Regions from separate parts of the Mus musculus genome. Here region 2 is linked to region 1. Evidence: chromatin contacts called from public promoter capture Hi-C data. All regions are on one chromosome and are shown on one strand. Each heading gives the region's core, a stretch centred on a gene start, on an enhancer-like site or on the middle of the called end of the contact. The rest is flanking DNA. Distances are from core to core; before and after follow the strand shown. Region 1 holds the start of Slc5a3 (solute carrier family 5 (inositol transporters), member 3). Region 2 has its middle 15 kb from the start of Gm41497.

Region 1 (5,037 bases), core at 1,174-3,673:
TGGGTACTGTTGGAGACATGTGGTAGTGACGGCCTGGGCAGAAATGAATATTAATACATGAAAAGCACTTCCTGGCTCACAATGAATGGCAGAATGTTAGGTCTGGTGATGATGGTGATGATGGTGATGGTGATGATGACGATAGTCAGCTATCTTGAGAATTATGGTGAAAAGCTCAAGGTCAAATCTCTCCTTATACAGTAGTAGAAGATGAGATGGCAAGGGGATGAACTGACCAGAGCACCTTGGATTTCAACTTTTGCCTTTACTCTCTCTTCCTATGACTCCTCAGAAAGCTTTACTTGAAAATTAGCCAAAACCTCTGGCCAATAAAATCTTACGTATCTACCGTATTAGATCTTTTTTCCCAAGATCCTAAAAGATATTTTTTAAAGATCAATAAATTAAATACTATAGAAATGGCTTATGATTCTACATGCTTACCCAACAGTATAAATAGTTTAAAATTATTTTTGATAAATTTCAATTTGCATCAGCATTAATTTTAACAATAAAATTAACAAAGCCATAGCCACTTATTTAAAACTCTGAAAGGGGCGGGGGACTTAGGATAGCTGATTTCTTTTCCACGTTAAGAAATGGGATGAGTCTGTGGGTGGCCAACAGCTTGGGAGGGTTGTGGGGTGCTGTCTGCCCTGAGGCATTGTTCAGTCAGGCTAATTTCCTCACCCCATTTGTCTAGAGAACTAGGACTTCACTGGTCCCTGGGTATCAGGGAAAAGCTGTGGTGCTTCCAACGGGAGGCAGTCCAGGCTGGTCACCTCAGGGTGTTGCTTGGTGTTTGGCTTGGCTCAACCACGTGAGACTCTTATCTTCACATTCCTAAACTGGGCCACAGGAAGGACAGTTTAAGTGGGATGTCACACAGATCTGGAATTCTCGTCTCAATGTCCAGAAATTCTTTCTTCCTTCTGTGTCTTTTTTTTTTTTTTTTTTTTTTTTTTTTTTTTTTTTTTTTTGGTAGCATGCTGCTTAAAAACAAAAAACAACCAACCAACCAAAACAAACAAACTAAAAAGACCCCCAACAACAACCAAAACAAAACAATCCAACCAACCAGGTGTGTGGCTGATGCTAAGTAGGTGGTTTTGTAGTTTGTGTTGAAGGGCACAGGACAAACCTTGAAATGTTAATGAAAATGTTAAAAAAACCAGGTATCCTAGGTTGTATTCAAAACCATAATCTTCTGTGGAGATTGGTCTGTGGAGGAGGTGACAAAGATAGTCTCCATGTGTGCTTTACAAAGACGTCCAACGCCACTGAGTAAGACCAACATCTTGGCCTGTAAGATGGGGGACGGGGTGAGGTTCATAAGTGTAGGCAGTGAAACTATTCTTCAGACATTCTGGACACAAAATTTTCTTTCCACGCGTTTGTGTTTGACCTTGGACTAATTAAATTATCCTTGCATTTTTCTGTTTGCTAATACCTAAAATAGGGCGAGTAGTACGATTTGCTTCACAGAGCTAAAGTGAGAACAAACAGCCTCAGTGTCGTGCCTGCTACAGACAGTAAGCCCTCAGTAAATTATTAGTAAATTATTATTAGAGCACTTTAAAGTTACAAGAACATTTCACTTAAAGACCCTTTTAGTTGGAGTAAGGTGGGAGCAGAAGACAACCATTGCAGCGGAATTAGTGCCTTCCAGAGCTAAGAAACAGGAGCAGGGGCAGAAGGAGGGGAGTCCCGAGTTAGCTCTATATGTGCGTGTATGGGTGTGTGTGTGTGCGCGCGCGCTGTGGAGTGCTGGACCTGGGACCCTCTACGAAGCCCCTCCTTACTCCTGTGTTTCAGGGAATCCATAGTTTCCTTTACCAGAAAAGCAAGGATAATATTTAAAGAATAACTGGCGAGAGTCGAAGCATTAACCTGCTTCTGGGTCAGGCTAGGCACACACAGCAAATGCCTACATAGCCCTTCGGTTCCAGGCTTGTTTCTTTGCGGCTTGGTGCAGCAGTCACTCCTTAGCACCCCGCCTTCCTCCCTGGAGACGCGGGCGAGGGGCACACAGCAGCCAGACCGCATCGCACCGCACCGCACCGCGGCGCACGCGCACTCGCTCGCCTAGCACCCGGGAAGGGAGGGTGGGCGGGGAGGCCTGGAAAGTTCCACCGGGTTCCAGAGCCCAAGGTTGGTAGGCGCGGAGGCGGCGGGGAGCGGGTGCGTGCCGAGCGAGGAGACGGCCTCCGACGGGCTGCTCGAGACCGTGTCCACGCTCCGCAGGCTCGGGGGACACAGACACGGCCCGGGAGGGCAAGCAGGAAGCCGTTGAGGTGCAAGTGCAAGGCGCCCTCCGGGAGAGGGGCGGGGCGGTGCCGGGTGGGCGGGGCTCTCGGTGGGCGGGGCGAGCCGTCTGCGCAGCTGCCGGAGCCTTTAAACCCGGCCTCGCGGGGTCGCACGGTGCTTTCGCCGTCCGGGAGCTGACCGGCCGTGTTCCTCTCTCGTCTTCCTCTGCGCCCCGCGTCCCCGCCCTCGCGACCCCGGCTCTCCTGGACTCGGCGCCGCCAACCTGGGCGATGCCCCGCTACGAGTTGGCTTTGATTCTGAAAGCCATGCGGCGGGTAAGTGACCTTCCCTCAGACCGAGTTCCCGCGCGGGCGCGCCCCGCCGCCTCTAGGCCTCCCAGTCCCGCGTGTCCTGCCTGCTGGACACCGGGTCCTCTCGCGCGGTGCGCGGGTGGTCGCGGGCGCAAAGTGGGGGGGTGGCGCGTGGGTCAGGCGCTCGGCGCGGCCGCGTGCGCGCGGGAGGCGGGGGGTGTGTATGCCCGCGCGTGTGCGCGGTCGCGGGAGGGGGTGTGCCGAGCAGGGGGCGGGGCGGGCCTCGGACCCCGGCTCTCCGGAGTCCGATGGAAGGACTGCGGGAGGACACACGCGCGAGAACCCAGGCCAGCCCCGCTCTGCGCCCACGCGTCGAGAAGCTGCTCGTCGTCCCCGCCGGCCGCTGGTCCCGATCGCCTGCCCTCAGCGTCCGCGATCAGTTACAGCCTTCCTCCAAAGCCCGCCAGTGCCGGCTGTGTACCCACGCACTTGTCACCGCTATCACACCAAAAAGAAAAAAAAAATCTTTTGACCTTTCTTTTTCTGACTCCAGCGGAAATCCTGCTCCGGGTGCCCTTAGCCCAGTTTTATTCATCCAAGTTGTGGCCTTGCTTGTGTTTCCGAAGACATGCCTTCCCCCAGCTTTTGATTGATCTGGAGGTAGGGACTTTCAGGTTTGGAGGGATGATAAACCACCAGCAGCCGGGTCACGGACTGGGGTCGGCGGCCGGCGGAGGCAGCTATGTTCTGAGTCAGTCAGTCGTCGCTGAAATCCCCATTCTTCTGAGAGAATTCGGTAATGTAGTGTGCTTTCACGCACTCTCCTTCCCTAGCAGGTACAGTTTAAAAGAAAACAAAAGCAACCGTTGTCCTTTTTTTGAGCGTTTGGAAGCAGCTTTCTTCTAGCCCTGGGCATGTAGGCTTTGGGTCAATTTCAAGTAGTGGCTTCAGTTTGAATCAACTTAAGCCAGGGGTCACGGGCTAGGCTCTGGTGAACAGCTAACAGTCAGGCAGCAGGAGGAGATTGTTCGGTGTGCCTTGTACAGGGTTGGCTTGGAAAGGACACCAGAGCCACCTGATGGTCCTGAAGTTTGTGCCCCCAAGCTTACTGACTCCCTGGCTCCGGGAGAACATTGTCTCACCTCTGGGTAATACTTTATCTACCTTCCTTCCTCATTGGGTTTTACAGAGTTAAAAGAATAGGAACAACAGAGGGGTCAGGGTCGAGAAAGTATTAAAAAGGGACTGTTTCTGATTAAATGGAAATTACTTAAGCCTCCCTTTATACTTTTTAGGTAATGTTAGAAACTGAAAAAATGTGACCACCAAGATTCATTCCCTCAAGGTGTGAGGTAGCAGTGACCCTTTGCACTCCTTTGAATGAGAGACTCTTGCTTAGCATGGCTGCCCAGTACACTGGCTAAATGTATTTTACCATGATGTGAATATGTGTTCACTCTGATTCAAAAGTCGGGTGTAACCTGCTCAAAATCTTGGCCTGAGGGTAGGTTCAAAGCACCTTAGAGAAGAGTGAAGACGGAAGAGAGGTGCTTAAACATAGTGTGGAAGATGTGTGAAGATCCTTACAGACCCAAAGAAACTAGATAAAATGACAACCCTCGGTTTTTCGTTCTGACTTTGAGAAGGTTGTAAACAAGTAAAGATGTGCAGAGACTAGACTTTTTTTTTTTTTTTTGCTTTCAGCTTTAGAAAACTGAATTCTTACAGGGTATGTACTTGTGGGTGTAAAGGAAAATGCACTTTGTTTTAAAAGAAAATGGCACAGTGGTTTGAACACCTAGAGCAGGTGTTTAGGAAGCCACAGCTCCCACCTAGGACAGTTAGCTTTTGTAGCGGGAAGGCTTTCTAAACAGAGTTCTGAGATGCATGTTGGATGCCTGATAGTGCACCCTTCCATGTGACGGCATTCTCCCTCCTTCCTCTCCTCCAAGAGCCTTGTGTTCCAGGGCTGGGAGTAAGCAGGCGCTGAAGCAGAAAAGGGAGTTGAGAGACTGACTGCAGTCTCCTAGAGACCCTGTCTCCCACCCAGCATTGTACTCTTGTTTCTCCTATGCCTACAAAGCAGTCTTAGTTTGTCTTCCCTATTGTGACTCTTACTTTATTTTACTGTCCTTGACTTCAGGCTTGACTTACTTCAATTGAGCTTTTAGAGTTTAAATGTAAAGATGCATGTTGACATAGCATAGTGAGTGCCTTTGTAGCAGATTGCCTGTGAGAGTTCTCAGGCTGAGACCTCAGGATAGACGTTGTAAAAATTCTAGGGCTGTCTCCTCAGTCTGCAGTTGGCTTGATTCTCACGAGCCCTTGTTTTTGATGCATTTCGAGGTTTGTGTGTTTACAGGTGCAGACCACAGTCCTCAAGATTGTGCACTTTGATTTTAATGCTATTTCAAAGTTGTAATTTTGTATTCTCTGGCATAAAAACCAGGATAAAAACTTGAGGAGTATGGTAGAATGG
Region 2 (5,037 bases), core at 1,204-3,703, 170 kb after region 1:
GCTGTTTCTTGCCAGAATGCAGGGGTTGCAGTAGAAGTGTGTGCCCTGGGGAGTGGTTGCCAATGTGGGCACTGCCAAGGAGTCATAGGACTACAGCCCCTCAGTGTCGCCAGCTCTGGTGGAGACAAACAGGCCTGCCTTCCACATCCAGAACTTCTGGTTCTTGGCCAGAACCTGGGGTGGGTTGCAGTGAGGGTGGGGTGTCAGGGAGCCTGCTTGGGGCTGGAAGATGAATGGTTTCATTAGTTCGAGGGAGGGGGAGGGAGGTGGGTCCCGGGGCTTGCAAAATATCATATCTTGGCAAATATAGTTTGAAAAACAGGAGATTCCTGGAAAGCAATAATGCTGACAGCGGACAGAGTGTTTGGGGCCTGCCAAGCTGCAGAGCAGGGTTTTTTCCAGTGCAGCAGAGGTGTAGGGGCTGAGAGAGAACAGGCTGGTGTCTCTCGCTTGTGGTCTGTCTGTCTGTAGAGATGATTTGGCGGCAGACAGGCCTTTAGCACCCATAGAGGTGTGTTTAGTTGCCCTGGCCTCTGCTTGAGAGGACTTGGTCTCCCATCCCAGGCTATGCTCACCTGGTTCCTTGGGAATTGGCCTTCATACAGTGTGCATCCAACCTCTGGGCCTTCGGTTTGCATTTAGCTTTCTTTATTCTTCTCCCCATTCTAGGCTCAGCTCGCTCACCCTCTTCTTCTGAACCCTTGTCACCAGGCCTCTGACCTGTGCCTAGCTCCGTGTCAAAGTTCACTACACCAGGGCTTTTTCCCAATATTATGCAGGGGTCCCTTCTTCCTTTTAGGACTTCCTGGAATCCAGAAGCTCATTAGTTAGAAGGGTGAAGGCAGACCTGAAATGGCTGTAGGAGGCCTCTGGCAGCCTCTGGTTGCTAGTGCCTTTGCCCACCTCCATGGAGGTCCCCCTGTGGCCTCTTCTGTCTTATGAGATCACAAGTACTCAGGATGGACCTGGAAGGAGTGGGGTGCTCCCCTGTCCCCAGGAACCAAAGCGTAAGTGGCACCTGCTGCTTTGGTGGGGGCGGGGTGAATCCTTTATGGAGGAGTTTCATTTGAAGGCTGGGGTCATAGCCACAAGCCAGAGTAGCCAATCCACACTCACGCTGCAGGTCCTTGGGGACCCCCATGAACTAGGGAAATTGGTCTCCAAATAAAATAGGCAAAAATGGGCTTATCAGCTCCTCGCTTCAAATGCTTCTTCCAGAACACTGAACTAGAAGTAACTGGTTTTCTAGGTCTTTCTCTTATCCTTGCTTCATTCTAGCTTGTGAGGGGTATGAAAAGGGAGGGTCTGGTGAGTAGGGGAGGGGCTAACCTTGTTGGGTCCTTACTGTGTGACTAGTACAGACTGAATTATGTCTCTGTCAAATCTGTACATTGACAGCCTAATGTGCTATGCTTTTTTGGACGAGATGGTATTCAGGGGTGACCGAGGTGGCAAGACGTAGGGTGGCCTCCCATCCAGCCTGGTGTTATCATAAGAAAGGAGAATTAGGTTATGGACACCCAGAAGGACGACCATGTACAAATGCCAGAAGAAAGCATTGGCTAGCTATGGAAAGTTTTTAGGATAAACAACCATGCCAGTGGGCAAGTAGCCTCTCCAACTGTCAACAAGTAAATTTTGGTTGGTCAAAGCCAGCCCACCTGCGGTAGTTGCTATGGCAACTAGGACCCCTAATACCATGATGTATTCACGATCCGCATGAATAGTCCTATGCCATCTTGAATAGTCATCTTCCTCAGAAGATACTATAAGTGCCACTCACCTAACGCCTGCACATCTCCTCACTCTCTTCAGGGTTGCAGAGCTACAGAGAGAATTCCGACAAGGAGAGATGCTAACCATGCATCCCATGGTCTAGGATGGGAAGGAACATACAGGCTTGTTCCATGTGCCCAGGATTCCCTGGGTGAGTAGGAACAGAGGCAAGAGATCACAGTGGGCTCTGCCCGGGAGCTTTTATCCTCCAGGGGAGTAGAACTTGGTGCGTGATAGAGGAAAAGTGTTTAAGGCCACCTATCCCTACACTCAGTTCCACTGAGGTGGAAAGGACCAAGCACCAGCATGGTTTCCCACAATTCCTACTTATGGTCTCTGTGCACGTAGAGAACCCAGGCTTTGTGGCTTCATTCAGAGGGTCATAGGAACAGCTGTGAGCCTAGAAGGGATCCCCCCCAGCCCCCAACACACACACACACACACACACACACACACACACACCATCTGTAGTCTCTGAAAAAAAAATGCAGCCTAAAGCTTACCCCAGAGAACCACTAGCAGTGGCTGGCAGGTCTAGTATAATATGCAAAGATTGAGGTAATTAATTTTAATTGAAAACCTCTAGATGCATTTCCGGCAGTGATGTTCTCCAGATGACCCCACCCCCAGGCCTACTGGATACTAAACAGGAAAACGTGTGTGTTTTATGTATGTGTTTCAGGCAAACTCTCCTTCCCCGATGCAACCAGCCCCACATCTGCTAACACTCACATGAAAGGCTCTGTGAGACTCAGATCTACAAAAACTGTCCGTTCTGGCAGACCGCCTTCTTCTATGAAAATGTGGCCTCAAAAATCACTCCCAGGTTTTGGCCCCAACTGACTTTCCAGGCAACTCTAATTGGTGGGATTCAGGTCGTGAAGATTTTGAAACTGCCTTTGAAAGTTAACTACTGATGTGGATCTCCCAACAAGGGCTTCACGGAGAACACTGTAATAGTGAGGATGATGGGTACCTTCTAGAAAATACTGTAGTCAGCTAGCACAGGAGGACGGAACCTGGATGGTAGGTGGCCAGAACTCATTCTCTCCCTAGCATCCCTTGCTTTGTGTGACTAACGACCCACCCTGCAGATAACTCTCATACAGCGAGTCCCCTCTCTCTCTCTCAGGCCAGGAGCAGAGGACACTAATAGGCTCTGGGTGAGATAGAAAGAAAGGTCTAACTCCCAGCCTGAGCTGTGTTAGCATTTCAAAGCTTTCAAATTTGCAGGTTGGTTGTAGATGTGCGATGCTGTGGAGACATCCACTGGTGATGTGTTTCGCACACCCCCTGTCCATCCGTCTCATAGCAGAGAGCACCCCACTAATTTTATCATCTCCACACAGCTTTCTCTTCCACTGGCCTGTCTCCTGACAGTGGGTCATCACTCAAAGCCACCCTGGTCAGAATCCCACCTGCTGGGCATCTCTCCGGCTCCCATCTTGTGCAGCCCTTCGTTTGAATCTGGATGCTGCTTGCCCCAGCCTTCAGCTTTTAGATTCCCTTTCAGGCTGTCGAGAGGCTGAAGCTCTGATGTCAAGTGTCTTAGTCAGTGCCCTCTGTGGCTCTGAGGAGACACTGTGACCACAGCAACTCTTATAAAAGAAAGCACTTAATGAAACCGTTTCAGAGGTTTAGTTCATTATCATCATGGCAGAAAGCATAGCAATACGGCAGGCAGATGTGATGCTGGAGAAGTAGCCAGGAGTTCTATATCTGCATCTATAGGCAGCAGGAAGAGAGAGTCACTGGGCCTGGTTTGAGCTTTGAAACCCCAAAGCACACCCCCAGTGACTCACTTCCTCCAACAAGGCCACACCTCCCAATCCCTCTCAAGTAGTGTCACTCCCTGATGTCCAAACATTCAAATATATGAGCCTGTGGGGACCATTCTTATTCAAAACACCACACCAGGAAAAGGGGAGGCTCGCAAGAGGCCAGGAAGTTGAAGGGAGAGTTTATTCACTGTGGGCAAAGGACACTACATAGTGCTAGACAGGCACACACCATCCGGGACCGACAGGCTGTGCACAGACAGACACAGACAGACACAGACAGACACAGACAGACACAGACAGACACAGACAGACACAGACAGACACAGACACACACCATCCGGGATCCTCAGGCTATGCACAGACAGACACAGACACACAGACACACACACACACACACACACACACACACACACAGAGACACACACCATCCAGGACCCACAGGCAGACACAGACACACAAACACACACATACACACACAGAGACAGAGACAGAGACAGAGACAGAGAAAAGAGACAGAGACAAAGACTGGCACTGACACACAGCCCTAGAGATAGACACATACACAACCAGGCTGGCAAAGGCCAAGACCTGAGCTAAAAGCTTCTGACCTCCAGGCCATATTTAGTACAAATCACACAAAGATGTCATTTAGCTAGGAATGGCGATATAATAGATTGCATTCACTGCTCTCTTTCGGGACTCCACTGTAGGCCATTTTGTGCTGACTCAGAGCCCCTCTGGATGCCCAGCCTTAGGCATCTTGGTTCATACTGGACATCCATCCTAGTGCCCTGCTCTCCAAACACAGACTGGTCTGTGTGGTTGGTACTCTGCTCCCTATAACTATTGCATCTTGTCCCACCACTGCCGCCTCTGGACTGGTCTTCATATCTCTGATTTATCTTCTTTTCTAATTTGCTTGTTCTCACATTTCTCAAATGTTAAAAGAAAATTTTTGCCAGATACGGTGGAGCATACCTAAGAGACCCAGGGGGAGGAGGGCAAGCCCAACCCCAGGCTGCAGTGTATAGAAAGCCCCAGGCTAAAAAAAAAAAAATCAGAGCTTAAAAATAAGGAAAAGAACAAAAGAAAAGAAAAGAAAAGAAAAAAAGCAAAAGAAAGCAAAGGAAAAGAAAAAAGAAAAGGAAAGTTCGGAGCTGTTATAAATTTAAAGGCAAGGGCTGGAGGACAGAAGAAGGAAGAGATACAAGATATCAGCGAATAGCTTCAGGAAAACCAAAAGTACACTAAGTATGTAGTGACCTCAGTGTGAATTGAAACTTCTATTTGAATCTGGAGGCCACTGCACATCATTCCCGTATTAAGGCCCCGTGCTGTCGCTCCATCCAACCCAGAAGCAGTAGTTAGTTATTCCCCCTTCCTTCTGCCTCAAAGCTTCACGCCTTCTTGTCTTCTGCCTGCTCTTCCATAACCAACATAAGTCTGAGTGCTAACAACGCATGTGGGTGGGGTTCAGCTT

Evidence for each region. Promoter capture Hi-C pulls out the DNA fragments that hold promoters and counts their contacts.
Region 2: a contact with region 1 is called in a promoter capture Hi-C map of second pharyngeal arch cranial neural crest, with 2.5 times the contacts expected there. The contact joins the enhancer-like site here to the promoter of Slc5a3 in region 1. A contact is called at or near these places in 9 of 39 promoter capture datasets (the 3T3-L1 cell line, 3T3-L1-derived adipocytes, the HPC-7 cell line and 6 more), 2 of 484 Hi-C or Micro-C datasets (the G1E-ER4 cell line and the N1E-115 cell line), 5 of 115 datasets of contacts at active chromatin or transcription factors (differentiating embryonic stem cells, embryonic hindbrain, extraembryonic endoderm stem cells and 2 more) and 2 of 9 other capture datasets (macrophages and pancreatic islet).

Annotation. Positions count from the first base shown.
Region 1 is chr16:92,055,899-92,060,935 of GRCm38.p6, forward strand. Slc5a3 (solute carrier family 5 (inositol transporters), member 3) reads left to right here and starts at 2,424. Exons shown (of 2, transcript NM_017391.3): 1 at 2,424-2,582. It overlaps Mrps6 (mitochondrial ribosomal protein S6), which reads left to right and starts at 2,438. Exons shown (of 3, transcript NM_080456.1): 1 at 2,438-2,582. The coding sequence starts at 2,538.
Region 2 is chr16:92,228,363-92,233,399 of GRCm38.p6, forward strand. No RefSeq gene overlaps it. Among named protein-coding and RNA genes, the nearest start is that of Gm41497, 15 kb to the right of the region's middle. Within about 2 kb of position 2,454, at least 10 of the 459 cell types and tissues checked have an H3K27ac peak or open chromatin away from gene starts, as enhancers often do. A contact at or near this core is called in second pharyngeal arch cranial neural crest, where this site is marked.